Linked DNA regions of Mus musculus: all the other regions are linked to region 3. A link is a contact called in public HiChIP or PLAC-seq and promoter capture Hi-C data. All regions are on one chromosome and are shown on one strand. Each heading gives the region's core, a stretch centred on a gene start, on an enhancer-like site or on the middle of the called end of the contact. The rest is flanking DNA. Distances are from core to core; before and after follow the strand shown.

Evidence for each region. Promoter capture Hi-C pulls out the DNA fragments that hold promoters and counts their contacts. HiChIP or PLAC-seq counts read pairs in DNA pulled down with a chosen protein or histone mark.
Region 1: a contact with region 3 is called in a promoter capture Hi-C map of neural stem cells. The contact joins the promoter of Sox11 here to the promoter of Rps7 in region 3. A contact is called at or near these places in 3 of 39 promoter capture datasets (cranial neural crest, hippocampal neurons and neural stem cells), 2 of 484 Hi-C or Micro-C datasets (both in embryonic stem cells) and 4 of 115 datasets of contacts at active chromatin or transcription factors (astrocytes, cardiomyocytes, embryonic stem cells and 1 more).
Region 2: a contact with region 3 is called in a promoter capture Hi-C map of pre-B cells. The contact joins the promoter of Tmem18 here to the promoter of Rps7 in region 3. A contact is called at or near these places in 5 of 39 promoter capture datasets (the 3T3-L1 cell line, 3T3-L1-derived adipocytes, hematopoietic stem and progenitor cells and 2 more), 6 of 484 Hi-C or Micro-C datasets (B cells, CD4 T cells, CD8 T cells and 3 more), 6 of 115 datasets of contacts at active chromatin or transcription factors (bone marrow-derived macrophages, double positive thymocytes, effector CD8 T cells and 3 more) and 2 of 9 other capture datasets (adipose tissue and liver).
Region 4: a contact with region 3 is called in an H3K4me3 HiChIP or PLAC-seq map of stem cell-derived neural progenitor cells, with 9 times the contacts expected there. The contact joins the promoter of Pxdn here to the promoter of Rps7 in region 3. A contact is called at or near these places in 7 of 39 promoter capture datasets (the 3T3-L1 cell line, the C10 cell line, cranial neural crest and 2 more) and 7 of 115 datasets of contacts at active chromatin or transcription factors (astrocytes, embryonic midbrain, embryonic stem cells and 4 more).
Region 5: a contact with region 3 is called in an H3K27ac HiChIP or PLAC-seq map of extraembryonic endoderm stem cells, with 11 times the contacts expected there. The contact joins the enhancer-like site here to the promoter of Rps7 in region 3. A contact is called at or near these places in 8 of 39 promoter capture datasets (the 3T3-L1 cell line, cranial neural crest, embryonic stem cells and 4 more), 3 of 115 datasets of contacts at active chromatin or transcription factors (extraembryonic endoderm stem cells, neural tube and trophoblast stem cells) and 2 of 9 other capture datasets (adipose tissue and embryonic stem cells).
Region 6: a contact with region 3 is called in an H3K4me3 HiChIP or PLAC-seq map of stem cell-derived neural progenitor cells, with 5 times the contacts expected there. The contact joins the enhancer-like site here to the promoter of Rps7 in region 3. A contact is called at or near these places in 1 of 39 promoter capture datasets (embryonic stem cells), 4 of 115 datasets of contacts at active chromatin or transcription factors (epiblast stem cells, extraembryonic endoderm stem cells, large pre-B cells and 1 more) and 1 of 9 other capture datasets (adipose tissue).
Region 7: an H3K4me3 HiChIP or PLAC-seq map of embryonic forebrain shows a contact between it and region 3, with 4 times the contacts expected there. The contact joins the enhancer-like site here to the promoter of Rps7 in region 3. A contact is called at or near these places in 5 of 39 promoter capture datasets (the 3T3-L1 cell line, cranial neural crest, hippocampal neurons and 2 more) and 6 of 115 datasets of contacts at active chromatin or transcription factors (differentiating embryonic stem cells, embryonic forebrain, embryonic hindbrain and 3 more).

What each region holds. Positions count from the first base shown.
Region 1 is chr12:27,341,180-27,344,408 of GRCm38.p6, forward strand. It overlaps Sox11 (SRY (sex determining region Y)-box 11), which reads right to left and starts at 1,539. Exons shown (of 1, transcript NM_009234.6): 1 at 1-1,539. The coding sequence starts at 1,229. The coding sequence ends at 42.
Region 2 is chr12:30,582,883-30,586,169 of GRCm38.p6, forward strand. It overlaps Tmem18 (transmembrane protein 18), which reads left to right and starts at 1,561. Exons shown (of 5, transcript NM_172049.2): 1 at 1,561-1,680; 2 at 2,588-2,708. The coding sequence starts at 1,624.
Region 3 is chr12:28,634,463-28,637,886 of GRCm38.p6, forward strand. It overlaps Rps7 (ribosomal protein S7), which reads right to left and starts at 1,491. Exons shown (of 7, transcript NM_011300.3): 1 at 1,394-1,491; 2 at 1,118-1,201; 3 at 954-1,025. The coding sequence starts at 1,192.
Region 4 is chr12:29,936,576-29,939,726 of GRCm38.p6, forward strand. Pxdn (peroxidasin) reads left to right here and starts at 1,461. Exons shown (of 23, transcript NM_181395.2): 1 at 1,461-1,749. The coding sequence starts at 1,559. Gm31939 (a long non-coding RNA gene) reads right to left here and starts at 1,412. Exons shown (of 4, transcript XR_001780596.2): 1 at 1-1,412.
Region 5 is chr12:29,748,273-29,751,236 of GRCm38.p6, forward strand. The region is part of intron 4 of Myt1l (myelin transcription factor 1-like); the gene reads left to right. Among named protein-coding and RNA genes, the nearest start is that of C630031E19Rik, 63 kb to the left of the region's middle. Within about 2 kb of position 1,364, at least 13 of the 459 cell types and tissues checked have an H3K27ac peak or open chromatin away from gene starts, as enhancers often do. A contact at or near this core is called in extraembryonic endoderm stem cells and trophoblast stem cells, where this site is marked.
Region 6 is chr12:29,953,128-29,956,476 of GRCm38.p6, forward strand. All of the region lies in intron 1 of Pxdn (peroxidasin), which reads left to right. Among named protein-coding and RNA genes, the nearest start is that of Pxdn, 17 kb to the left of the region's middle. Within about 2 kb of position 1,509, at least 79 of the 459 cell types and tissues checked have an H3K27ac peak or open chromatin away from gene starts, as enhancers often do. A contact at or near this core is called in adipose tissue, extraembryonic endoderm stem cells and stem cell-derived neural progenitor cells, where this site is marked.
Region 7 is chr12:29,788,434-29,791,628 of GRCm38.p6, forward strand. All of the region lies in intron 8 of Myt1l (myelin transcription factor 1-like), which reads left to right. Among named protein-coding and RNA genes, the nearest start is that of C630031E19Rik, 100 kb to the left of the region's middle. Within about 2 kb of position 1,523, at least 65 of the 459 cell types and tissues checked have an H3K27ac peak or open chromatin away from gene starts, as enhancers often do. A contact at or near this core is called in embryonic forebrain and forebrain, where this site is marked.

The DNA of each region.
Region 1 (3,229 bases), core at 289-2,788, 1.3 Mb before region 3:
TCCTGACCGCCACGACTGCCTCCCGAGGAGCCCTGCGCCTCTCAATACGTGAACACCAGGTCGGAGAAGTTCGCCTCCAGCCAGTCCCCCGCGATCATCTCGCTCAGCTCCGGCGTGCAGTAGTCGGGGAACTCGAAGTGGGAACCCAGGCTGCCCTCGCTGAAGGAATCCAGGTCCTTATCCACCAGCGACAGGGACAGGTTCCCCGCCGCTCCCGCGCCCAGTGGCTGCTCGCAGGCGCTGTGCGCGCCCTGGGAGAAATTCAAGCTCAGGTCGAACATGAGGTCGTCTGCATCCTCGGCGCCGCTGCCGCTGCTGCTGCCGCTGGATGAGGAGGTGGACACGCAGCGGGAGGACGCGGGCGACAGCGCGGGAGGCGCGGGCGGAGGCTGCTGCTTGGTGATGTTCTTGAAGCTGTAGTAGAGCCGGCCGCCCGCGCGCACTTCGTCGTACAGGCTCGCGCCCTCGGGGGACTCGGCGGCACTGCTGAGCGTGGGGCTGGCGGGGACCTTGGCCACGCTGTAGCGCCTCAGCAGCTGAGGGGGTTGCTGCTGCGTCGGCGGCGGCAGCAGGTGCGAGTGCGCGGGCTCGTCGTCGTCGTCGTCAGCGTCCGGCTTGGGCCGTAGCTGCAGCTCGTCATCTTCGTCGTCGTCTTCATCGTCGTCGTCCAGGAAGACGCACTTGGCTGCCTTGCCCGCGGCGCAGTCCCCCGGCTGCGCCGCCTTGCCCGCGCCCGCCTTGCCCGCAGGCGCCTTGAGCTTGGCGCACTTCTTGCCGGGGCCCTTGGCTGCCTTGGCGCCCGCCGCGCTCTTGTCGGGGCTCTGGCCCGCGCTGGGCTTGGCCGCTGGGTCCGTCTTGGGCTTTTTGCGCGGCCGGTACTTGTAGTCGGGATAATCAGCCATGTGCTTGAGGCGCAGGCGCTCCGCCTCCCTGATGAACGGGATCTTCTCGCTGTCCTTCAGCATCTTCCAGCGCTTGCCCAGCCTCTTGGAGATCTCGGCGTTGTGCATGTCGGGCGACTGCTCCATGATCTTCCTGCGCTCGATCTTGGACCACACCATGAAGGCGTTCATGGGCCGTTTGATGTGGCCCGACGCCGTCTTGCACCAGTCCGGGTCGCTCTCGTCCAGGGCCACCGGGCTGCACGCCATGAACTCGCCCTCCTCGGTGTCCAGCGCGTCCCGGGGCAGGTTGCTCTCGGCTTCCGAGCTCTCGGCCTGCTGCACCATGGTCCGCGGCGGGGCTGGGCGCTCGGTCTCCTGCGCGGGCGCCCCTCCCCCTCCCGCCCCTCCACCTTCTCCGGCAAGTTGCAAAGTCCTTGGCCGCGCGCGTCCGCGGCTGCCCCCCTCCCCCCCGGCCCCGTTCCCTGCTGCGTCGGCGGCTGCGGCGGCGACCGGAGAGGAGGCGGCGGCGGCCCGGGACCCGCGCTCTCTCTCTCACTCGCTTGATTTCTCGCTCTCTCACTCCTGGCAGCCGCCGCAAGCGCCGGACCCCAAGCACTCCCAGGCGCGCGCGCTTCTTCTGCAAAAAGTTGAGGGCTCTCTCTCAACTCGTTATCAGGGTGTCATATGGGTGACATCACTACTCCCACCAGCCAATGGCTGGTCCCGACTCCGCCTATCTCCCGTTATTAACCACGGGCCCCACCTCCAGCCCCGCCTCCTGGCCAGTTTGCAAAGATGGGGGGCGGGGGGAGTTGTCTAGAAATATGTTATTTTTTCAAAAGAAATCCGCGAGTGCGCACAGCTGCGCGTGTCCCCCGGGCGGATGCAGGACGGAGCGAGAGACGCCAGCGCGGACTCAAGGGCGCGGGACGATGGACTGAACCCCAGTGCAGATGCACCCACCCGGGCACCGCGAGTGGGTGCCCCTGCTCATCCTGGGCGCGTCGCGCCCTAAACCCGCGCGCGATCGCGCTGCGCCGCTATCCAGCAGAAGGTGGCGCTTCGACACCGCGCGGCACCGTGCACGTGGGCTCATCCTCCGGTTCTTTTTCTCCCTCTTTCTAGAGCCCGGTCGCCGGGCCCTCCCTCCCCCCCTCCCCGCGCACCCGCAGGGTTTTGTCCCGTCTCTCCCCCTCTCGTTTTCCCTCCTGGATCGCGCGCATCTGCCGGTTCGGCTGGAGTAACGGTCTTCGGAGACCGCCGTGTCCGGGCGGCTCCGGAGCGGTTCGGAAAGGAGTTCACGGATTCAGGCCGGATCGGTGAAACAGCCCGGGACTCAGCATCGCCGCCCCTCCCCCACTTTCTACTCCATAGGCCTCCCCAACTCCCCGCGTCCCGCCTCCTCTGTCCATCACCTACGCCCTCCTCCCCTGCAGCTCGGTCCTGAAACCCTAGCTCTGCCTCCCAGCACGCACCTTCTGGGTCATTTGCTATTTTAACCCAACGGTACAAACCAAAGCTAAAATGAAGTGCACTCTCGTTTAAAGCGAAGATATTTCTTATTTGCCTGCTAAGGCTGCCGCTGGAGCGGTGGCTCCTGCCTACTGGTTTTGCCGGGCTCCTTGGAAACTCGCTTCTCTTTGTGTTGTCTCTTACCCACCTATGGCTCTTCTGAGGACAATGAAACGAAGCCTTTCTGCTTTCTGTTTAACGTGGCTGCTCACCCTGTTTTCCTCATACCTACCCACTGTCAGTTCTGGGGGCTGGTTCTTAAGATCTACAGCCCCTCACCCCACCCGGAGTTGCTCACCCGAGAAATCGGCCGCCCGGGACTAGTGGAATTATCTAAACATATTTCCTTTCAGGTTGGTGTACTGCACAGGGTACTACACTTCTCATCTCCCACACATCCCCACTCCGGACATAGAATGGTGCCAGGTCTTCATAGGCCATTTTATTTTTAAAAAGGGGGGAGGGGTCCCTGTATTTCACCCTTATCGTATTCACCCCAAAGAAAAGCACCGATCCAAGCACGTGTATTATTGAAGTTAACCTCAGTCTTAATAATGTTGGCATTTTATTTTAATGTTTAAGGCTATTGGAACCTAAAAAATTTACATACTGGTTAACCTGATGTCTGGAGATGTAGAAAAACCCATGTGGAGTGTAAAAATCCATCTTTGAGGCAAACCAGACATTCTCTCTTGTTTTCCTCTTAGCTGCCTGATTTCCCAGCAATGGGGACATCAGGCAAGGGTGGGGTGGGGCCAGCGAGTCCCCATCACAAGGGAAATCTACACTCTAAATACAGGGAGCTATTTCATCTCAGCTTCCAATTGTCAGGC
Region 2 (3,287 bases), core at 311-2,810, 1.9 Mb after region 3:
CCCTTCTCCAATAACATGTGTAAAAGTAAGATGGCTCAGTCTGCATGATCGTGGATACTCCAAACTGTCCAGTGTTATGTCACCCTTGAGCAATCTACCACCCCAGAATTGGGATAGCATCGCCAGCCACACAAGGTTACTAGGGCCATGTTTATCCCATAGATCCATAGAAACACCACTATCTTTGTCTATTCTAGATCAATGAGTTAGGATGTGAATGGCCAAGGGGAAGAATACTGTGCCCATCCTACATCTGCAAGTACTGACTGTATATTCATTGCTGGCCTTGGGGGCAGATACCATATGCACCAGTCTACTGGATAGGGCTGCTTCACTATGTCCTATTGATGGAATGTCTATCTCGGTTTCGTGGGACAGGAATCCTGTGGTACAGACACCATTGGCAGCCCATTTCTCTGGGTAAGGGCTGTGTGGATTATAGGATTCAGCTGCTATCTATCCAGCATGGTGAGACCTGACACTATATTCATCCTGGGACTTTTTATTTCATTTTATTTACATCCCAAACGCTACCCCCTTCAGGTCACCCCTCACAGAGACCCTTTCCCACCTTCCCTATCTCCTCTGAGAGGGTGAGCCCCCACTGGGTATTCCCCCAACCCTGGTGCATCAAGTCTCTGCCAGATTAGTCACATCCTCTCCCACTGAGGCCTGTTGGGCTATGGATACCACAGTCAGGCTACAGCTTTAGGAGAGCCTCTGCCCCAGTTGTGTGTGTGTGTGTGTGTGTGTGTGTGTGTGTGTGTGTGTGTGTGTGTGTGCACATGGAGACTGAGCTGCGCCTTTGCTGTTTATGTTTCAGGGGCCTTGGTCCATCCCATGTGTGTTCTTTGGTTGGCAGCTCAGTTTCTGAGAGTTCCCAGAGGTCCAGGTTAGTTACTCTTTTGGCCCTCATGTGGGGTTCCCAGCCCCTTAAAGACCTTCAATCCTTCCCCCAACTCTTCCATAAAAGTCTCCGACCTCAGTCCAGTGTTTGGCTGTGGGTCTCTGCATCTGTCTCAGTCAGCTGCTGGCTGGAGCCTCTCAGAGGACAGCTATGCTAGACTCCTGTCCCCAAGCATAGCAGGGTATCATTAATAGTGTCAGGGATTGGTGCTTGCCCATAGGATGGGTCTCAAGTTGGGCTGGTTATTGGTTGGCCATTCCTCCAGTCTCTGCTTCATCTTTGTGCCTGCATTTCTTTTAGGCAAGACAAATTTGAGGTGAAAAGTTTTGTGGGTGGGTTGGTGTCCTTATCCCACTGGGGTAGAAGTGGGATTCCTGCCGGCTGCCTGGCGGGCTACTGGAGCAAGGATGCCATCGGACCCTGGCAAACTCTCCCCAGCCGCCGGCTGCATCTGTGGAACCCACGAACCCTCCGCTTTCTGGGCAGTCTGGAAGAAACAGAACTAGGTGAGCACGTTGACACTTCTTACAGAAATGCACTACTGCAATAACGAAAGTTGGACGCTCTTTTAAAAAAAAAAAAAAAAAAAAAGTCAGAACTCTCGCGAGAAGAGCCAAGCGCCAGGTTCGTACCCGTAGATCTCGCGAGAAGTCTAAGCGCCTTTCCCGGCTGTCGGAAGCTGCGGACTCGTCCCGGCTGTTGGGATCCCTGGCGCGATGTCGTCCGCATACTCAGTCCGATCCTTCCCAGTCAGCATCCCTGCGGTGATCATGGTAACTCGCAGGCTCTAAGTGGCGCCGGCGTTTGGTGGGGTTTGCTAGTTCTTGCGAGAACTGCGCAGGGGCGGGCGGGCTGCCTGAAGCCGCTCCCTGCTCCGCTGGATGGGGCAGCTCCCGGGTGCGCACCGGCCGTCCTCTGAGTCCCCAACACCAGTGTTCACCCCGGTGGCGTCTTAGCGCCATACATTGACTTCCCTGCCAGTGTCTGGAGAGACTCTCAAGTGCGCTGTCTTTCCGATGTGGCACAGAAGAGATGAGCGTTACCCAGTAACTGGACTTCAAGCTGTCCCCAAGAGCTTTAGGGCTCCAGATAGAGGAGCTGGTCTTGCCTTGCGGAGCCGTGCCCTTGGAAAATGGCATGGGAAGCTCTAAGAAGTCGGGACTAGGAACTTAATATTAGTTGGAGACAGAATCAGAAAGATTGGAGCCTTGGGGACTGTACTTAAGACCCCAAAGCACACTAGCCGGCTGCATGGTGCAGAAGTGTCAGGGACAGTCAGCTCTGCAGGTTAGGATGGCTCTCATTTCCAGACCTCCATGCACAGAGGAGCTTGGTGTACGCAGCTTCACACATTCCAAGTTAACATGACTTTACTTAGCTCGTTAGTTTAGTTGATAATAACCCTCTAGATTTCACCCAGTCCAAAGAGGCAAGTGGACAGTAGTTTCCATCCTGTGTGCTCAGACTTTAAAATCTTTATATAAAAATCTGTGACTGTGTTTGCAATTGAGGCATCGCTGTTTCCTCTCGCTTGCTCCTGCTTGTCTGAGAGTTCTGGTTGTATACAAACACCAATGGAAGACCCCCAAACTCAATGGAAGGGACCAGTAGCTCCCACTCCCCACAGGAAAGCAGTTTCGTTTCGCTGCCCTCCAGGTTTCTAACGCTATCTCCTCACAGGAGACAGACTGGACAGAGCCGTGGCTCCTAGGACTCCTTGCCTTCCACCTGCTGTGCCTCCTTCTCACTTGCTTCTCCTCACAGAGGTATAAGCTACAGATCGGGCACTTCCTGTGTCTGGGTGAGTAGGAGAACCTTGAATCCCTCTGCTCACTCTCATTGCTGCGATACTGCCCCTGGGTTTGTTTGCGTTGTGTTTTCACAGCGTTTCCCAAGCCTTCATTTCTATATGGAGATCATGAAGTAATCTTTGGACATGTTCTAGGTTGGTCACTAAGGATGCCAAACATCTGTACACTAAGATGTTGATTCTCTTATGCTGACTCTTACACAGATAATTCCTGCTTTGAGTTCAGTGCAATTTATCTCTCATGTAGATGTTTTCTTGCTGGGGTTAGTCCCATACTGCCTGCTCTGGAAATCAGACTATGCATATAATATTACTTTTGGTTATTTTTAAAGATAATGGCTTTAGGAATTCTATGTAGGGATTAATTAGGTACGTGAAATGGAGAAAGATAGAGTCTTTATTGCACAGAAACAGGCACACAGTAAAAGTTCTGGTACTTGGCCAAATGGGGACATTCACTATTTTGGGCCCCTCAGTTGGGTCAGAAGGATACAAAGTAAAATGTCAGGAAGAAAAGATGAGTAACAGCTGACTGGCCTAGGTGTGAGGTCTGGCCCCAGTGAAAATAAG
Region 3 (3,424 bases), core at 241-2,740:
CTGAGGCAGAGTCCTTGTAGTCCTTGTAGTCCCAAGTGCTAAGATTAATATGCTCTGCCACAACCAGCAAACAACTCCCCCCTCAAACATTCTCCTGTGGTTTGGACATAGCCTAGGGGTTCGCAAGTTAAACCATGACGCTCATATTGAGGTTCTAAGGTGGAGCCTCCATCGCACAATCCCGGTGACTCTACAAGAGACACCAAAAGGCCAGCAGAGAGCTATGTCCATATGTCCATCATCCTAGCACTGGAGAGGTAGAGGCAGGAGGACGGAGTTCAAGGCTAGCCTCAACTACAATCCAAGTCGGGAGACCAGCCTAGGTTAGAAGAGATTCTGTCTGGTGAGTCTGATCAGACCATGACTCTGGCCATGTGCCACCTCAGGATCTCCCAACATGATTGAACCATCTAGAAAGGTCAACTTTAAATTCACCATGGCCTGGGTATCTCTGATGTAAGGCTCTTCTCCAAATTCAAAACTTTCCAACACTATGAAATTGACCAAAAAACTCAATAAAATTAACACTCTCCCTGGGTGGCTGAGCAGTGGTAGTTCAGGGCACAGGACCCAGGTTCAGTTCCCAGCACTCACAAGCATTTGTAATTCAAGTTTCAGGAACACGCAAGGTGCATGTACATTAACAGAAGCAAAATACTAACTTACAAAAACGAAACACCTGTCAAACGCCAAACTCAGAAACACCCACTGATCCTCAACCGAGTGGTACTGGGTCTAAACACTTCCAAAAAGTTAAGGTTAATGTCAGTGGGGAAAGAAAAAAAAAAAAAAAAAAGTCCAGCAATCAAGTGCAGAAGGCAGCACGGACTTAAGCGTGAGACTGGCCTGCACTGGAAGTCCCTGTCTGCTGCCCTCCCGTCTCTTGCCCCGGGAATAGAGGCTGTCAACCACCCGTGGGCAGCGAGCGAGCGCACTCCGGGGTCCCCGCTCACCTTGGCTGCGGTGATGTTGAGTTCCCGCAGCTGCGCCTTGAGATCGGAGTTCATCTCCAGCTCGAGCAGCGCCTGGGGAGACAGAGAACGTGGGCGCCATGCCGGGGGTCAGGGGACCCTGAGGTCAAGCGCGATCGCGGGGGGCACCCGGGCGACAAGCTCACCTGAGAGATGCCAGACTCGAACTCGTCCGGCTTCTCGCCATTGGGCTTCACGATCTTGGCGCTCGAGCTGAACATGGCTTCACCCTGAGGGGAGGAAGGTGCCACCGGTCACCTGGGGCGCGGGCCGCCAAAGCCGGGGCCATCTACGGGCGCAAGGCGGATAATCCGCTGCATCCCACCCCGGGGAGCAGGCTCTGCCGCCCCGGACGCCCCCCAAGAGTCTGTTCCCCCAAACTCTGCGAAAAACCGCGGCCACATTGCGGCCCGCGAACCTACCTGACGGATCGCCGGCTTAGAAAGAGGGACGGCTCTCGCGAGAACGGCTCATATCCGGGTGGCGGAAGAAAAGAGGTGGGGACAGCGGAAGTAGGTGGGTGGAAACCGGAAGCTCTTCTGAAAAGAGTTGGACCGCCTAGAGTGTACCGGAAAATAGTTCCCTACTGGGAACTAATGCGGGAGGATGAGCGTGCCGGTTTCGCTTGTTCCCGGTAGTCGTCAGCGTTCGGCTCCGTTGGTGAAAATTCTCCGCTCCCCTAGTTGGAGACCTGGGCAGAGTGGTGGCGGCCGGACGGCCCTAGGAAAAAGAAAGAAAGCAGCTTCCTTCCCCACGAAGATGGGACGTTTCAAATGTTTCATTAGTCCCCAGCTTTCTCCGCGTTTCCTGCTAACACAATGAAAGGGAATCAGCATGGTGGTGGCGCACGCCTGTAATCCCAGCACTCGGGAGGCAGAGGCAGGCGGATCTCTTGAGTTTGGGGCCAGCCTGGTCTACAAAGAGAGTTCTGGGACAGACAGGGCTACGTATACAAACCATGTATCAAAAAATGAGGTACGGGGTTGGGGCGGGAATCAGACTTGTGTTCAGCTCTTCCTATAGGGAATCAAATTAGTGAGGTAGTGTTAATTAATAGTCATTAATTCCTGGTTTTTACGTATATTGCTTGGTACAGCAGACGATTCTAGAACATGTCCAGGAACCCCTGTCTTCACAAGTATGAAGCTGCCCTGTTGAACATCTGCCGAGAATGCTAAATATGGTGGCTCATGCCTTTTCTCAGGATTCAGAGGCGGGGATCACTGTGAAGGCAGGCTTGGTCTGCGAGTGCCAGAGCTGCAATAGAGACCCTGTCTCAAAAAAAAAAAAAAAAAAAAAAAATCCATTTTCAGAGAGTACCAATAACGGAAGCTGACGGTGGGGTTAGCTGTAGAAGGCCAGGCTTCTGCCTGCCTGGGCTACCTGCAAAACAGGGACAGTTAAGCCCTAAAAGGTGGGGAGAGCAAGGAAGCCAGGTCAGTGAGAAACACTAAAACAGAATGAACCTTTAATCTCAACACTCGAGAGGGAGAGGCAGAGGCAGACAGATCTCTGAGTTTGAGGCCAGCCTGGTCTACAGGACAGCCAGGGCTACATAGAGAAACCTTGTCTGGAAAAACCAAAAGGGAGAAAAAAAAAAAAAAAAAGAATGAAGACAGCCCTGGGAGAGCACTCTCTATAGTGGAGCAATTTCCTTTAGTCAGGGCATTGTCAGAAAAAAAGAGACAGACAGACAGATTAGGAACAGTAAGTCAGAAAGATCTGAGGATGGGAAACAACAAACTCATCAAAGCAATGTTTACTGAAGAAATGCCCACCACTGCTGACTGTCACCCTAACTTCATGTGCCCTGTGAGGCTCTGCTCTAGACAGGCAATACAAGCACACCTGATTCACATGTAGTTGAATAGCCTGTTTTAGCCTAGAAGCTGGTTACTAAAACCAAGTGAATCCTTGTCATCACGGAAAACACAGTTTGGTAAAGACATTATGTAAATACATGATGAAATATACAGGACTGGAGGGATGGCTCAGTGGGTCAGAGAGCGATGACTGCTCTTCTGAAGGTCCTGAGTTCAAATCCCAGCAACCACATGGTGGCTCACAACCATCCGCAATGAGATCAGATGCCCTCTTCTGGTGTGTCTAAAAACAACTACAGTGTATTTACGTATATTAAATAAATAAATTTTTTTAAAAAATAAATATACAATATTTTGTTATGGCTTGCATAACAAAAAAATGTGCGAAAGTGTAAGGAGGACAGATGTACACTTTAGGGAGTTAGGAAAGCCTTTGAAAGGGATGATAGAGCTGGGCATGATGGCGCACACCTTTAGTCCCAGCACTTGGGAGGCAGAGGCAGGCAGATTTCAGAGTTCGAAGCCAGCCTGGTAGTGAGTTCCAGGACAGCCAGGGCTATACAGAGAAACCCTGTCTCGAAAAACCAAAAAATAAAATAAAATAAAATAAAATTTAAAAAAAGAAAGAAA
Region 4 (3,151 bases), core at 211-2,710, 1.3 Mb after region 3:
TGATAGCATGCTGGCAGTTTAGCAGGAAGGCCTGAATCCCGATCTCTCTCTGGAATACATGCTGCAGGTGGTCGGAGGTATTCCAGTCATGGAGAGATCCCAGTGACTAGGAACTGGAGCCTCCTCCAACAGCCTCCAGTTCCCCCACCGTACAGCCTGGCACAGTGCATCGGAAGTCTCCTGACAGTGCCTGAGTGTGACCCCATCCCTGGGCAGTACCCTGATGCCCAAGTCAGAGTGGAAACACAGTAGTTTGCAGGTCAAGATACATCTGGTGTCTTGTTTTTTTTTTTTTTCAATAAAGTAACAAAACACGGAGGGAAAACTTAAGAGAGAAAGATCTGTGTTGGCTCAGAGTTTCAGAGATTTCAGTCTGCCTGTCCAGAAAGGCCTGGCAGAACTGGGTAACTCCCTTTACATAGCCAGAAATCACAGAAGGAACACCTGGGCTGTTGGACTTTCCTCTCCATCTATCCTATTACACTGCCAACCTATGGGTGTCATTCTGGTTCTTAGTAGGTCTTCTCCTTTTAGGTAACTTTCTATAAATTCCCCCAGAGTTGAGTTTTATACTCTCCTAGGTGCTCAGTCCAATCAAGTTGAGAATCAGGATCAACTGTCACACCTGGGCTCCAGTTCCAAACCTCACATTTAAGACCTCTGCTCCCTTGGTTGTATTGCCTAACCTGGCCTTCCTGGCTGAAGAATGGAGAGACTGGAACCCCAGGGAGAATCAGAGAACTGTATAAAGTGTCAGCATTCAATCTTGCAGAGTACACTCTGATGTTAACCTCAGGGCTTCCCTTGTCTTAACGCTGTCCACGCAAAAGCCATCCCATCTTCCCCACAAGGGTTCCTCATTGGCGGTGAATGTTGGAGACCTCAGGAATCTCTCGCTAGGGAGCTTCTATTTCTGCAGCACAGCCTTCCCACAAGCTGTGCACTGGGGGGTGGGGAGGTTGCTGTGCCTCAGTTTCTCAAGTAGGAACGAGGAAAACTAGAGATAGATGTTTTGTGTGGGAACAGTGGTGGGCACGGAGGCAAAAGAGGCAGTGCCGCGAAAGCTCACTTCCTAGAACACAACAAAATTTGTAAGTATTCAAAAAAGGTATTACTAGCAACAAAACCCTTGGATACAGGGAGAAAGGATGATAAAGGGATGTGGGGTAACTTTGTTGTGGTACTGCAGTTTTAAAAGCAGAATCAGGGATCCAATCTCTGTCCCAAGCGACACCTCTGCACCTCTAGGAGCCCCCCACAGTGGAGTCTGTGTGCACTGGTCCTGCAGTCCAAGGAGGCCCTGCTGCACCTCCGAGAAGGGTCGCTAGGTTCAGACACCAAGGCCCTGGTGATTGCCCAGCCCCCGCCCTCTGCGAAGCTAAGAGGGGGCGGAGCCACGCGCATGTGCACAGCTGGCGCCCCCCTCCCCGCCCCCCGCGCACAGCTGGGACGTGGGCCGGGGACCGGAGGGCTCAGTTGGGAGCCGGCGGTGGACGCGCCCGCCGAGGCCTCCTCCGCTGCTGTTCACGCGTGCCAGCTCCTGTCCGCGCCATCTGCCATGGCCGTGCGCCCCACGCGCCGCTGCCTGCTGGCGCTCCTGCTGTGCTTTGCCTGGTGGGCCATGGCGGTGGTCGCCTCGAAGCAAGGGGCAGGCTGTCCAAGCCGCTGCCTGTGTTTCCGTACCACCGTGCGCTGCATGCATCTGTTGCTGGAGGCCGTGCCCGCCGTGGCGCCGCAGACCTCCATCCTGTGAGTGCGGCCCGGAGGGCGCTGGGGTCTGCGGGACGTGCGATTCAGGGGGATCGAGGGGCGTGGGTATCTTGGGGGGCAGGGGTACTGGTTTGGAGAGGTGGGCTACCCCGGCGTCCGGCGCAGGGTGTGCTGGGCCTTTTGTCCGTCCTGGCTAGGACGCCAGGGGCGGACCTGAGCGCTTAGCGCGCGGCCTGGGGAGCCGCCTTTGTTCAAACTCGGAATCTCCCGCTGGACCGGGAAGTAGTAGGGAGTCGCCAGGGAAAGCCCCGCGCGTCTCTCGAGCCCTCCCCGCCTGGCCTTCCCTCCGGTGTCTTCTCAACTTTCTCTCCACTCGGGGTTCCTCTCCCTCTCTCTTCTCTAAAGCGCAGGCCTGGGGTTGGGTCGTCCCTCCTCCGACCCCTTCTTTCTCCATCAGTGTACCTGCCCCCCTTTCTCCTCCTTCTGGAAGGATGCCCACCCCACATCACCCTGCGCCAAGGAAACCTCTTGCAGATTCTGGGTCCCGCGGCGCCACAGCGCCAAGTGTACTCCCATCGGCTTCTGCGCTGGAGCCTTCAAGTTCGCTGGGTGTCCTGAGGACTCTGTTGGGCGCAGCCCTTGTAAGGAGCTTTTTCTTTGCTTGGAAGAAGCTTGGCGTTCCAGGTGCCATGGAGGGCCCACCATCGTGCGGGTGGCCAAGTTCTGAGCAGCTCTGGGACTCTCCTCTTGCTGTTTCTACTCAGTTGGTCAGTTTCGCAGACGTCCTCCACTTCCTGGCTTTTTCACCTGGAGTTGTGCTTTGCGCCTTCACCGAAAGCCCCCAGATCTGAAGGAATCCCAGTGCTGCAGAGTTGGCTGCAGGCCTCTGTGTGTTCTGAGATTTGGTTCTGTGAAGGAAGGCATGCGTTTAGGGGCCAACTGTAATTCAGGGTCCTGCAGCTGCACTTCTGCATTCCAAAAAGAGTTTTCACTTTTTTGTGGCTGGGCTGGAGGACTTTGGCATCTCTGAGGATGCCTGCGAAAGTTATAAAAATCTGAGGGAACTATTCAAGGAGTGGGCGGTCGGTCAGGGCTCTCACTTCTAAAAGTGCATGGGTGTCCTACTTCCTCTGGGGGAGATTGTGCGGGCCGCACGCGGCCAGTCTGGGGTGGGAATGCCTAGCCTAGTCCTCTAGAGAGCTAAATAAGGCTTCCATTCCAGAGGGTGTGGATGGTCAGCCAAGGCTGCATCTGAGAGGACAGACAGTGTGCTTTAAACCAATAAACTTTTTAAACTGGGCCAGAGTGGAACGTCTCCAAATACAGAGAATTTCTGTAGTGACTCAATGGCCAAAACTTGGACCCTAGAGTCATTTCTCACATCTGGGCAAAGTCAGATTCTCAGACTGTTCCCAATTCTTAGTTGCTTTCTGCAGCAGTG
Region 5 (2,964 bases), core at 114-2,613, 1.1 Mb after region 3:
CGGCACTTGGTCTGGGGTGTCTCCTATTTCATGCACATCAATTACTGCCATGTAAAGTGGGGAAATATCTCAGTTGGTAAGGTGCTTGTCATGAAAACATGAGGACCTGAGTGTGATATCCATCTTCTATGTAAGAAGCCAGGCATGATGGTCCATGCTCATAGTCCTACTCCTGAGGAGCTGGACACACATGGATCCCTGTGGTTTGCTGGATCATCAGTTTTGACCAATCCACAAGCCCCACAGTCAGTGAGAAACCCTGTCTCAAAAGCATGGTGGAGTAGGGGCTGGATGGTTGGCTCAGTAGTTTGCAAAGGATCCAGGGTCCATTCCCAACCGGTATCAGATGGCTCACAACCATCTTTAGCCAAAGAATCTAACACACCCTGGTCTCCACAGACACCTATATGTACCTGATGCACATAAACTCACACCAACATATATACATATAGATTTAAAATAAATAAGGCTTTGAAACAAATACAGAGTGGAGAACTCTGGGAGAACAACCCATGAGACCGACCTCTGGCCTCATATGTACATGAATGCACATATGCATGTTTATATACATACATGTTTACAAACTTGCAGACAAAAACGCATGCACATGCATACATATGTGCATCTAAATGTATACATGAACATAGCACATACCATGTATATACATATACATGAGTTTATGCACACATGCAATGCACACATGTATACACACATACACACATTCACACAGATACATCCATGTACATGAACACATGCACACAAATACACATGGATTTATGCACATGCACACATACAAGACACACACACAGAGATGGTAATAACACTCCTTCAGTCCTTAAAATGTAGAACACTAGAAAAACTTGTATTTCACATAATTTAGCAGAGACGTTATGGATCTGATTTAATTTTGAAAGGTGAAACGCAAAGAGACTACACATCCAGGAGACCTGGGTTAGTCATCTGTGTAAGAAGTCACAACAAAGGCATCCAACAGGCCTTCCGGCTGTGATAGGAAGCAACAATGAATCATATCTGTCTGATCTGGGTTGCATGCTTCTGTCGTCTACATTATCCTTACAGGGGTTTTCCCAAATCAAACTTCGTCTCAAGACACTACTGAAGAAAAGCACATTAGTCACTCTTCCATTGTTTCCAAGGCTTCACACGCCATTCACAAATAAAGCTAAAATCCCTTCAACTTACTTCTACTTGTTTACCTGCCAGTTAAGATGAGTGATTTCTCATTAATGGTTTTGTAAGGTTTAGCACATAAAACAATAGCCGGCAAAAGTGAGTAGTCACAAGACATAATAATGAATGAGTAACAGCTTTAGGGGCATCGTGCTCCAGGAAAACACACAGGGCTGTGCAACAGCCAGTTGTTCGCATGTACTTAGACAGGAGATCGGTCACTCCTGGCGCTGGGGAGATGATTCAGTGAGTAACGGTGCCCGCTGCACAAACATTAAGACTTGAGTTAGGATCAACAGCACCTATGTGGAAAACCAGGCATGGCACACCTACCTAGAACCCCAGCACCGAGAGACAGAGCCAGGCAGACCTTTACAATTCACTGGCCAGCCAGTTTAGCCCACATGACCAGGTCTAGGTTCAGTGAGAGAGCCTGTCTCAATGGGCTAAAGTGGAGAGAGGGCGAGCAGGATAACTGATACCCTTTCTGGCTTCTTTACACAAAGGGTCATACATCTGCACACACATGTAAACATAATTCCAGTTTGAGATCACTCAAGTGTGAGGACAGCCTCTGTGGGAGAGAGGGCATCAAGATGCAGACTCCATGTGCTTAGGTAGCTGTGTGGAGGCCTTGCCATGATTGCTAGAATAGCCCAGAACAATGGTGAGTGGTCCTTTCTGAGGAAAACTGGTGAGGCCTGGCAGCTGTGTTCTTATTAAGGTGATGAGCTTTCGGTGAGAGGAGAGAAATGAATAGCTTCTACTGCTGCTGTTTGATTTGCAGAAGACCCAGGAGACCTTACCTGGACATGCATGGGGCACAGCAGAACTCCAGCAGCACACATACAAATCTACAAAGCATTTCTGCAATAGACCCAGTGAGGGCCGTGACCCAATTTTATTATTGTGATTAAACAAAACTTTAAACTTTCAATCTCTCGTGTGCAACACGACACAGAGTAACACTCAGTACACGCTTGTAAGTGAGCCATGCCTGAGGACAGGTGTTGGTAGTGCCACTTCACAGCACCCATGCTGCAAACCCCAGTCTGGCTGTTTGGTTTTCTGTCCCGCATTGCACCTCTCCTGAATGGCATCCTACGAGGCTCATAATTGACTGTTGTAGATTTTTGTTTTGCTTCACGTGTCATGTTCTGAATATTGAATTTGATCATAATTGCAATGGGTCACACTACCTTTTTAAAATTTTTATCCAGTATGCACGTTTGAGTGCTAGGTGATATGAATGTTATATGTAAATTTATACAAATTGGTATGCTAATGAACCTGCACCATTGCAGTAGACTTTTGGTATGTGTGAGGGGTTGTCACCCTGTCACAGGGCAGTCCACGGGGGAGCTTGTGCATTATTGTGAGCTCAGTATAACTTAGGCATCTCTTCTCTTATTATTCTCTAAATCTCCCACACCATTCCTGGGGATGACAAAGATCTCGCTGGCTGTCTTCCAACCATGTGTCTTTTCCATGTGAAAGTCAGTTTATAACTTTATGCTTACTAATTTAAAAACCAGCTTCCATTCAACAAATACTGTTGGGTATTTTGTGCAAACATCACACTAGGCAAATACAAGGGAGCCTTTCCATTTGAGAGCAGAAATTCATTGAGCCTGAGAGCCACACCATGAATGGAGCATGCATCCCAGGCTAAGATATGTGGGTGATGGTCAGCATGAGGGACTCCTGTGGGGCTATACTATATAGGTAGGGTGCATATACAGCAGAGACGGTTCTCAGTTCATCCTGTTCTAC
Region 6 (3,349 bases), core at 259-2,758, 1.3 Mb after region 3:
ATTGTTTTGAAAAAGGAAGTGGCAGCCTGTGGCAAGAGCCAAAGACCAGGCTGTGTCAGTAGAGTCCAGAGGAGGGAGGGGGGCCATAGGAGAAGAGTAAAGTGCTCCTGGCAGTGGGTGGTAAGACCCTGGAGATGTTTTTGGTACACTACTATATCTACTGTGTAAGAGGAAGGGTGGCCCTTCATCTCACTGCCTGCCTCTCTGTCCATGGTGGTGGGGGGCTTCCTGAGGGGAGTCAGTGGGTAGCCACCTCTGCCCTGTTCAGCACCAGGAGTCGAGTCCTGGAAAGAGTTGAATTCCTGGCTACTGCTTGACTGAAAGGGGAAGGAAGGTCAAAAGGGAAGGAAGGTTCTTAGTGCAGGAACAAGGCCATTGATAAAAGGCCATTTTAAAAGTACTTTAATTAAGAAAATTTGCTAATCTTGGATCTATAATCTACAAGGCATACACACTCAGTTTTTGTTTTTGTTTTTCCTGGGCATCTTTTTAAAAGTATTTTTTCAAGTAGTTTTTTCAAGTATTTTCTAAAGGGAAACCTGATACCCATGACTCTGACTTTTCCTTCACCATGCTTTCTCTGTGGGTGTGCAGGGTATTTGTTTGTTTGTTTGTTTGTTTCCCTGTCCAGCTCTGTGTGTTTCCTTGTGTCCACTATGTATGCCTGAGTTCGAGGTCATTCTTAGCTGAGTGTTTCTGCCACATTGTTTACTGAAGAGCAGTTCTGAGGCTTGTAGCAGGTCCCATCAACCTCATCCTTGCTCACCTGAGGGTGTCTGCTATCTTCTTGAGCCCTCTGATGCAATCCCCACCGCAGACCCTGGGAAGCATTGATCTTAGTCTCATTTTCCAGCCACAGAAGCAAATCGTGGGAGGGCTCTACCGGGGTTTATGAGGGGCAGAATTGAGTTTGCCATCACACAGACCAGAGCTGGAAAGCCGCCTCCCCACAGAATACAGGAGAACCAGGGGCCTCTGAAATCTCATACCCTGCACAGTGAGTCACTCCTGCGTCCCAGGAGGGGAAGACCCCACGACTGCACTGAGGCCTGTTCTTTGAATTAGAAGATGCAGTCACTCAGCACCTGTGTCCTGTTTTCATAACAGGAAGACTTGTCCAGGCCTCCTCCAGCCTCAGCCGAGGCTCCCTTCGCCCAGTGCTGGAACTCCGAGTGCGTGACTGCTAGGAATGGGTCCTCCGTGGCTGCTGTTTGCTTGGCTGGTTCCGATTAGGAAGATGTCTGTCTGGCTATGTTTTTACCGCCACACTTACTTGGAAATGATGGGTTTCATGCTCTATCGTGTGTTGGTTTTTCCTACCTCCCTGTTTGCTTAGAATAAGATCTTGAGCCCTTCTCTCTCCTGATTTGGGTTGTTGTTTTTACTGTTGACCCTCAAATGGGGGGCGGGGTGTCTGGAAGAGAATACAATGCCCTTGATAGAGTCTACAAGTACAGCATTCTGGCCAATTATTCAGGAGGAGGGAAGAATACTGACTTCAGTTTTCAGCATTCATGGGAGATGTTTGGGGTTTGTTCCCAGGGAAACAATATGCATGGACTAGCGCATTTGAATTGTTTATTCATGTGTGTAGCAGAAGGCTTTGCAGTGACTGTGTTTGCAAGTAGCCTGAAAACCTCGCTGTAGTAAACAAAACCTAGAAATGCATCACACTTCTGGGCCCAGCAGTTGGCCAGGCCTGCAGCATGCAAGCAGTGTGTCCTGTGTCCTAACTCTCTGGGACCTAAGGACAATTTGAGCCTGGTTTCATCCACCTAAGCATTTCCACTTTTAAGTGACTGAAAAATTTCACAAGAGTTTTATGAAATCGGCATCCAGTGTGGCGAGTGTTAGTTCATTGGTTAATGAATCGTAAACCTGGTAGAGGACACAGTGGGGAGACACTGACCCCAAGAGATTCAATGGCCCAAAGCTCTTCCACAAACAAGCAGATCTTTCTCCCTGTTCAGCATTCCTGGGCCCTGTATTTGTTTCATTTCCTGTTGCTATGAAGAATATTCTGACAAAAGACATGTATGAGAGAAAGGACTTAGCTCACAGTTCCAGGGTTCCAGTCCATCACTTCAGGGAGATCAAGGCAGCAGGACAGTGAGGAGCAGCGAGAAAAGGGGTGCCTGTGTGTTTGTCAGTGGCTCAGCTTGGCTTTTCTTTTTTTCTTTTTTTTTTTCCATTTTTTATTAGGTATTTAGCTCATTTACATTTCCAATGCTATACCAAAAGTCCCCCATACCCACCCCCCCACTCCCCTACCCATCCACTCCCCCTTTTTGGCCCTGGCGTTCCCCTGTACTGGGGCATATAAAGTTTGCAAGTCCAATGGGCCTCTCTTTGCAGTGATGGCCGACTAGGCCATCTTTTGATACATATGCAGCTAGAGACAAGAGCTCCGGGGTACTGCTTAGTTCATATTGTTGTTCCACCTATAGGGTTTCAGTTCCCTTTAGTTCCTTGGGTGCTTTCTCTAGTTCCTCCATTGGGGGCCCTGTGGTCCATTCAATAGCTGACTGTGAGCATCCACTTCTGTGTTTGCTAGGCCCTGGCATAGTCTCACAAGAGACAGCTATATCTGGGTCCTTTCAGCAAAATCTTGCTAGTGTATGCAATGGTGTCAGTGTTTGGAAGCTGATCATGGGATGGATCTCTGGATATGGCAATCACTAGATGGTCCATCCTTTCGTCACACTTCCAAATTTTGTCTCTGTAACTCCTTCCATGGGTGTTTTGTTTCCTATTCTAAGAAGGGGCAAAGTGTCCACACTTTGGTCTTCGTTCTCTTGAGTTTAATGTTTTTAGCAAATTATATCTTATATCTTGGGTATCCTAAGTTTCTGGGCTAATATCCACTTATCAGTGAGTACATATTGTGAGAGTTCCTTTGTGATTGGGTTACCTCACTCAGGATGATGCCCTCCAGGTCCATCCATTTGGCTAGGAATTTCATAAATTCATTCTTTTTAATAGCTGAGTAGTACTCCATTGTGTAGATGTACCACATTTTCTGTATCCATTCCTCTGTTGAGGGGCATCTGGGTTCTTTCCAGCTTCTGGCTATTATAAATAAGGCTGCTATGAACATAGTGGAGCATGTGTCCTTCTTACCGGTTGGGGCATCTTCTGGATATATGCCCAGAAGAGGTATTGCTGGATCTTCCGGTAGTACTATGTCCAATTTTCTGAGGAACCACCAGACTGATTTCCAGAGTGGTTGTACAAGCTTGCAATCCCACCAACAATGGAGGAGTGTTCCTCTTTCTCCACATCCTCGCCAGCATCTGCTGTCACCTGAATTTTTCATCTTAACCATTCTGACTGGTGTGAGGTGGAATTC
Region 7 (3,195 bases), core at 273-2,772, 1.2 Mb after region 3:
AAGGTTTAGCATCTCAGCAAGTGGCTCTTTGTTAGCAACTCTGCAAGTGTAGATGGCCCTTCATAGGCTTCAGAAGACCCTAGCATTGCACAGGCACAGGGTGGAACCTGTCTCTGGACATTTCAGGTGTCCTTCCGAAAGCTGAAAGCTGGTTCTTTCTGGCTGGATGGCAAACAAGTGAAAGAAACAATTGCCAGCCTTGACGGTGTGGGTGTGGCCCAAATGCCTCATCAGCAAACGCCATCATTCATCTGGAGTGTTTATGAACCATCCCTGAGACATGAGCTATGAAGCCAAATGTCCAAAAGTTCCCACAGAAATCTATTTTCATCCTTAAAAATCCCTGCTACTTTATTTTTATTAACATTGTTTTAATTTTCCCAACAAAATTTTGAAATAATATTTAATACAGGTTGGTTTAAATACTATGTAAGAACTGGAATTTAACTTTATTCACAAAAACGTTATGTGTATATTCTTGAAATGAATTAGATTTGCTTGTGCATAACTGATTTCTATAAAAGCTTCCCACATCCCCAGGGGTGGAGAATAAGGGGCTCACGGCCTGGACATATTTGCTACCTGTGTGTTTCATGAGCCTTCTGGACTGATTTGAGAGTTAACCAATTTCATTTACACTGAACTCTTTACTGAGATATTGTTTACATGAGTCATTAGTGAAGCATGGGTTCTTGCTTAACTAATACGTTAAGCATAACTTAGGCTTGCCGTCTCTGAGCACTTCACAAGCACCCTGAAGTTAGGGGATGAGAACAGCTATATCTCAGCCCTCACCAATTTAGCAAACACTGAGCTAAATCTTTCAGTTCCCATTTTTAAATTTACAAGCTTCAAATGGTAGCTTTTCTTTTTTTTTATTAGGAAATTACTGGATCCTCGCTAGCTTGTTGTGCGTACTCCTTGTTCAAATTCTCTTCCATTTCATGCACCTTTCCACCCACCAGCGTGATTGCCAGGGCAGCCGGTGGGTGAATAATTGCCTGTCTACACAGGAGCTTGCTTGGGAGCTAAAGTGGAGGGCTGGCTTCCTGATGTATGCACGCCTCATTTGGATTCTGCCAACAGCCTCGGGGTGATATTATTCATGCCTTGACAGAGAGCACTCACTAAAAGCTTTGGAACCCAGCCAGGTACTGGCTGAGAGATAGGGGAGCAGTGCAGCTTGCAACTGAGAGGAGCATCCATAATCCAAAAAAAAGGGGGGGGGGGAAGAAAGAAAAGGGAGAAGGAACAGAGAGAGCCCCTATGCCATCCTCTTTGCTTTCCCTGGCTTCATGTAGATAGAAATTTCATTTGCATTGAAATAAAACACCCTAAAAATAATTGCATTTTTTCCCAACCACGCTTGAAAGTTTAACACAATTTTCCACGTTTAATTGCAAAGCTGATTTTAATTAGTAAGGCCCCGCATGTGAAAAATGAAGATCCACTTGGGTGCATGGATACATTGCAGCGTCTGCCGGATGTTCTAATTAACGACGGGGCTGCCTTGCAGCAGGGCGCGCCATGGGATGTTTATAAGGGATTCAGAGCACACAGCCACCTAGCCAGCCTATCTGTGTTTACTCCCCTCCGATCTTTATGAGGCATCATTGTGCCTGCCGTCACCTCATCCATAAGCTTTATGGCATGCCTGTCCTTTTTACTGTTTGTCACCAATTCTGTAAATCACGAGTCAGGGCATACATATTTTAACATTAATTTGAGAGCAGACCACAGCAGTGCAAAGAGAAAAAAATGTCGAGACCTAGGGATTTATCTGGGTGAAGTAGCTGTCCCTGATCACTGCTACTCTGGGTCCGTACTAGGAGCTGTATGTGTGCAGATACATTTGGGCACCATCATTTTGGACTGTGGTAGCAGTTAACCTTTATTATTACAGTAAATCCTTTATTTTAAAAAGTCTCTGGGCCATTTTTCCTAAAATAAATAAATACAATAGAATAGAATAGATAAATAAATAAAAATAATAATAATAAAAAAGTCTGCTGCTGTCTGCCACACATCGGGCCCCTGCATCCCCCATGACTCAGTGGATTTGATTCACAAAAAAAAACATATTCATAATATGTTTATATGTATTCTTTATGTTTGGCCAATGGAATATACATATATATATATGTGTATGTATATACATATATATATATATATATATACTTATTCTAATAATTCTAATTTCAAAGAGAGGAAGTCATGTTCTGGCTCTAAGGGCTTTGATATGAATAGGTCAAGTCTGGATTTAGCAATTAACCTCATCCTGACAGCTTGCTTGATGACCAGATACATATGAACATAACCACTTTGGAACATGAGCAGAGTGTACACCAGAAATGGATATGTAGTGTGGCTGGTGCTGACCCACCAAAACGTCCATGATTCACTCTTAAACTCATCTGTGAAGGAGTTATGGGAAACAGCAGCTATTTCTCATATCTCCATATGCCCAGAGATGACATCTATGGAGGTAGTAGCTTGCTTGTAGGCAGGTGCCAGCGGTGCTGGCCCGGCTGTGCAGTAAGGAACAGGATCCTTCAGATCCTCAGTATTGTGACTCCAGCCAGTTCTCACCTAAGAGGTGGTATCTGCTGACAATGGCTTTCTTATGGTTGGCAGTGTGACTCTGAGGGCTGGGTTGGAGGCTGCATTCAGAAGATGCTGCTGGGAACATCTTCTCAGGGATGTGTGTCCCTATGTATTAGAGAGGCGGGGAGATAGAGATGAGGTATAGGGAGGTGGAAGAATTCAGGCTTCCAGAGGGGCTGATTTAAGATGACTTGGAAGACTGCTCCATGACTGGTACATTCAGCATTTCCCATCAGTATCCAGTCCATTTCATGTTGCTGCTACAAAATGCCCCAGGCTGGACTTGGTGATTGACCTTGTATGTGGGAGCCTGAAATGGAGACCTGACTCTAGTAGGCAGGAAAGCAGAGGCTGAAGGGGACTCAGCAGCTCAAGTTCTCCAAACCCAAGGCCAGGTGCCAAGGGCCTTGTCCTGAGTGGTTGTATCCCCCTGATAATGCTTTTCCTATAAGGCCCATCATCTTAAAGGCGTGAACACCTCCCCACCACAGTGCACCCAAGTGGAGGGAAAGCCACGTACAAGCAATTACACACACTGGAGACTTTCACAGAACCTCGTATTAGCAGTGCTGACTCTTGTTCTTTCCATCC